Regions from separate parts of the Anser cygnoides genome. Here region 2 is linked to region 1. The links are chromatin contacts, called in public Hi-C maps. All regions are on one chromosome and are shown on one strand. Each heading gives the region's core, a stretch centred on a gene start, on an enhancer-like site or on the middle of the called end of the contact. The rest is flanking DNA. Distances are from core to core; before and after follow the strand shown.

Region 1 (2,609 bases), core at 36-2,535:
AGCTCCCCCAGCCCGGGCTGTCCTCCTTCTGCTGCTCAGCCGTTCGTCCCTGCCCTGCTCACGTGTTGAGCTGTAACCCAGATGGCCACAACGCCGCCGTGGTGCAAGCGTTGCTGTCAGGCATGGGGGCAGCCACCTGCACACCTATTGGCTCGTGCCAATTATCACAGGCTTGCCTGTGTACTTACTGCAGAGTTAGCTGCAAAAATTGCAGACATAGCAGGCGTTTAACGCAAGAACATGGCAGCCACGGCAGATTTTGCAAGGCCCCACACAGGGAAAACAGTGCTGCACCTAAACACGCTGGTTAGGGAGCTGTGAACTCCCTCAGGCCAAGGAAAACACAAGTTAAAGCTCTGAGTGCCCTTTTCATGTAAAACATAAGCTCATGCAAAACGTAAGTTTTGTGCCTCCTTCCATGTTGGGTTTCAGGCTTTCCATTATTTGTCTTTTTCTCCCTGGATGACCCCAGTTAATGTTGGTTGTGGTTCGTCAGTTTGGTCTGTTTAGTGCAGCTGTTTTGGGGCTGCTCTGTAGCCTGTTTGCCCAGAATCAGCCACAACTCCTATGGCAGCACTACAGGACCGTGAAAACACTTGAAAAAGCAGTATAATCGGCATCGTTAATCCAGCGGATAACATCCAGGAATATTTTAACTGGCAAGAGCACAACAACAGTTTTATCGATCACAAACATTGCTTCTGCTACCGTGAGGCTGTCAAGAGCTCTGGCCCAAGAGCGCACGGTGCTAGAGCTGCAGAGACACAGCGTGAGCCTGCGGGGAGGTACAAAACGCGCGTTAACGTCGCTCTGTGTTTTTTGGGGGGACACTTAGCCCCGAGAAGCGATGAAGGGCGTTACCGGAGCCTCGCCGTGCCCCGGGGCTCGGCGCTGCCGGGCACTTACTGCGCGTGGAAGTCCACCACGACGGGCTTGGCGCTGTTGACCACCCGCTCCTGGAAGTCGCCGCCGTCCTGCACGTTGAAGGCGCTCGGGCGGGCCGCGGAGGTGCCCAAGGCCCTGCCGGGGCCGGCCAGCAGCCGACGGAGCGCCAACCTCTGCGCCATCTGCGGGGAGAAGAGGGGGGCGTCAGGGCGGGGGGGCGGTCGCGATCCCCGTCCCGATCGCGACCCCGCTCCCTATCGCGGCCGCGGCCCCGCACCTCGCCCTGCCCGCAGGTGCCCAAACCCGCTTCCGGCCGTCTCTGCGGATGGAGCCGCCCCCCCCCGCCCCGTTTGCGGGAGCTCAGTGGCTGCCGCTGCTGTCACTCGCACCCAGCCGCCGGCTTGGGGCGGAGCAGGCTGCTCCGCGGGGACCTTTTTCGTGCCCCCTGGGGGAGCTTTGTCGCGCACCCCCGCGATTCATTGGGATTTAGGGGACCGGCCCCGCGTGGAGCCCCCCCGGGGGACGCACACGAACGCGTGGGGATAACAAAGGGGCAGGAAAGCGCAGCCCACCACCCAGCCAGCCCTTGGGAGAGGGGTTTTGGGGTGAGCGGAGGGGAGAGAAAGAAACAGGACGAGCGTTTTGTCACCAAAGTGCACCTGGAACTTTCTTGTCGGGATGCAGTGCAAAGAGGAGGGGTGGCGGACATGCTTTATAAAACGGGGTGTGTGGGGGGGCTTTTTAGGGTGTTTGGTACAGAGAAGAAATGTTTGGACAGCAGGCCCACAGTCAGTGTGAGTCTCTCTGCCCTAGGACTGGAGGCAGGCTGCTCAGCCGCGTAGGGCGAAGGGTCTCTTGTAGTGCTCTCCTGGAAATGAGAAATTATCCCCGCCGGACTTAACTAAAAACCCACCACCCCTCTGTGCCCACCTCCGGCACCGCCCTAAATCAAAGGCAGCAAAAATACCGTGCAGTTTGCCCAGAGAACCACTTCTGGATTCGGTACACAAACAGATCCCGAAGCACTCGCAGCACCCAGGGAGCAGCGCGCCCGCACCAGGCTGCCACGGGACACGAGCAAGTCACCTCACAAGAGGGAGGTGACAATGTAAGTCACCCAAACGTCCCTCAAATCTCCCCTTTTGGACCCCTGGATGTCGCTGCAGATGCTGGCCTAGGCTATAAACACCACCTTCAGGCAACTCTGAGCACTGCAAGGACAAAGCGGGCGCCTCAGCACCGCCGGATTTCAGGCCCTGCCTTGTCCTTGGGAGCACGTCGGTCCTTTCTGTAACAGCAAGATCTGAGCAGGTCTTTGGCAAGTCGTGAACGGCAGAAGAAGGGATGGGGATGGAAGAGGCGCGGGGGAGAGGGGAGAGCCCTGCCGGGGATCTCTGTTACAGTACTGGCACAGCAGCACCCGTGGGTTTCCGCGCGGCGGGAGAAACGTTAGAGTTCGTCCTTGGCGTTAACGAGATGCTGCAGCGGGCGGACGGGTACGACGTGGTCCTTCAGCAGCTGGTCCCCGTCGGGGAGTTTGTCACCTGAGAAGTCCGCGGCAGCAAAATCCTCCAGCAGGCCGGCTGCTACCGCGTGGCGCCGGAGCCTCTCGCTCCCCGCCAGTCCTTGCATCCTCGCGTAGCCCTGCTGGCAGAAGGGAGGCAGCTTCTGGCGGGTGAGGGCGAAGAGGAAACAGGATTCTGCCAGGGAGAGCACAAAAAAGT
Region 2 (2,609 bases), core at 38-2,537, 240 kb before region 1:
AAAATAGGTGAACCATGCTTGACATTTCTATTATTACTAAGCTTAAAAACTAGCAATTAAATACACATATTTTTGATGTGGGAGAGAAAACAACACATACATATATTTTTAATTCCTTCTCATAGATGACCTGCAAAGAATAGGGATTAATTTGTACCCAAATACATATACAACAAACAATTCTCAGTTTTCCCTCCCAAGGTTGTCTTGCCCTTAAAGAAAAAAAAATTAAAAAGGAGGCAGATAAACAGTATTTGCTAGCTCAGCTCTATAGCAAGTACTGGTTTGCCCCACAGTACTAGGTATGGAGCCAGAGGAAGGGAAGATGCAATCCTGGGTTAAAAAAAAAGACTTAACGTTTCTAGAGTTTAGTTTACACAAATAACTCCCGTTTAATAAGGCTGTTATGATAACAAGGCTGAATTTTTCAACATTTCCCCCTCCACCAACTGCCAGGAACTTCTCCCAGGCAGAAAATAAATTTAAACCTCAACATACCCCACAAACACTAAATAAACCCTGCAAAAAAATTTAGGACTTATGAGTAATTTGCAGGGCCAGACTAACCCCCTTTTTACCCAAAGGTTTATTCAAAGGGCCTGAAGAGACCGAGTAACTGTCACCCTTTTAGTCTGGCCTCAGACTCTGCAATAAATAACAAGCAACATGATGAGCAGTGTAAAAAAAAATAAATAAATGTATATAGAGAGAGTATTTGAACGTTTCCATCTCTGAAGAATGAGAAAGAAAATTTACCATGTAACCGTAAAGGGAGAAATCAAAAGCAGACGGTTCTCCTGGGTGTGGCCAGAACACAGAAATTAAACAAAAAAAACAACAAAAATATAAAATAAAACAAAACAAAAAAAAAAGAAAATAAAAACAAAGGAAACTAAACAGAGCCCCTTGAAATCCATGCATTGTTAACCCTTTGTTTGTCATGGAGTTTAGACAGTCACCTCAGCAGCAGCGTTTTTGCCTTGTACCCCTAGAGCACGCAGCCAGCAATGGGCTTTGCCTTCCTCTGCTGCTGTGCTCTTTAGTTGTTGGGTCGTGGTTGTTTTTTTTTTTTTGTTTTTTTTTTTTTTTCCTCCATTTTTTCCCCCCACCTTTGTTTACAAATAAACTTTCAGGAGCCTGAAAAATATGGCCAAGGGGCAGAAGTTTAGGCTACCTGTTTCCAAGGCATTTGGGAGAGGAGGAGGGTTTCAGCTATAATCCACCTGAGATGAGCAGGTCTGGGTGCACCGACGGGAACACTGCCCGAAATTCAGAAGCACATGTTATCAGTCACACGCACTCACTTCAAACTGGTGAAGGAACCAGTGTAAACCGAGGCTGCCATCACTTCAGCAGCCCTTCCAGCTCCCCTGTGCTGCTCTGGGGCATTAGGCGCGGATGGACAAAGCATCCACCCAGCTGCCTACCTGTGCGGTCTAGTGAAACAGATGCAGGAATTACTCTGGCTAAAGAAATCCAAATAAATAAATAAATACATCTTTTTTAAAAAAAACAACACACGCCAAAGAGAAAACTCAACAGCGGGGCTATTTTTAAGCTGGATCACTTCCCCGATCCAGCTTGTTGCGTCGCTCCACTGCCAATCCCTCCTACAAAACCGAGAAGGGGGCAGAGGACAGGGCTGAATGGTGGGATTGCAGCCAGGGCTGCAAGCGCTGGCAGCTCTGGATCAGCTCCAGCCAACTCGGAGCAGAGGTCGCGCGGCCCCACAATTTGCCGGTTGTGCGCTCCTCCTCCTCCCCCCTTCATCTGACATGGAGTTCACCTTGCTGTGTGGTCAGCGAGTTTGACACGCTAGACCAGCAGAAGATGAGCTCTCGCTTCTCCTTCTCTCCCCCTGCTGGATTTTTTCTTTTTCTCCCTTTTTTTCCTTTTTTATTTTTTTTCTTTTTGCTAATTCGGCACCCTAAATTCAAGTCCCTGCACGATGACATGAGCACCACTAGGAAGGTGCCCCTCCCCACAAGGAGCAGCAAATCAGCTTACACTATCATTCCATCAGCTTCAGCCTTAATTATTCAAATTCAAATAAACCAGTTCACAGTGTATGGACAAATTTAACTCATTAACTTATTAGTATTACAGGGTTGAAGGTGACCTAGGCAATTCACCGTTCTTGACTAAACTAGGATAAAAGGTCACGTCTCTTGCAAACCATGAGCATTATAAAGGGATTTGGTGACCTGAGAAAGCGACACTGCTTTATACTTAATTTGTCATTAAGGCTCTTTGTGTTAATAACTTTATCTGAATTTCTGGCTCAACTGATGACATCTGAACAAAAATTATAAAAATAGAATTAAAGTGAAAACAAGCCCTCTGTAACACGGGAAGGTACCTGTTTCCCTGAGTGGAAACTAAGTTCACGACAGCGTGGCTCACTCAAAGCACCTAGTCCACTCCAAGAAGAAATAAACGCACATGACAAGCACGCAGTCTTTTAGGTAGAGTTATTCAAACCTAAACGAGTATTATTAACCTGTGGTTAACTGTAAACATGAAGACTTCAGTGCTTCCATACAGCTTTCTGCACAAGTTTTTTACTTACTTTGCGTTTCTTTATGGACCTCCACTCACTAACGATGGAA

The links. A called contact is a pair of places that touch in the nucleus more often than the background predicts.
Region 2: a contact with region 1 is called in a Hi-C map of liver, with 2.9 times the contacts expected there. The contact joins the enhancer-like site here to the promoter of TXN2 in region 1. A contact is called at or near these places in 2 of 7 Hi-C or Micro-C datasets (both in liver).

What each region holds. Positions count from the first base shown.
Region 1 is chr1:56,485,820-56,488,428 of Taihu_goose_T2T_genome, reverse strand. TXN2 (thioredoxin 2) reads right to left here and starts at 1,285. Exons shown (of 4, transcript XM_048048298.2): 1 at 1,163-1,285; 2 at 907-1,067. The coding sequence starts at 1,067. It overlaps FOXRED2 (FAD dependent oxidoreductase domain containing 2), which reads right to left. Exons shown (of 9, transcript XM_066996741.1): 9 at 1,452-2,585. The coding sequence ends at 2,335.
Region 2 is chr1:56,729,284-56,731,892 of Taihu_goose_T2T_genome, reverse strand. All of the region lies in intron 6 of RBFOX2 (RNA binding fox-1 homolog 2), which reads right to left. Among named protein-coding and RNA genes, the nearest start is that of MB, 47 kb to the left of the region's middle. Within about 2 kb of position 1,287, at least 2 of the 3 cell types and tissues checked have open chromatin away from gene starts, as enhancers often do. A contact at or near this core is called in liver, where this site is marked.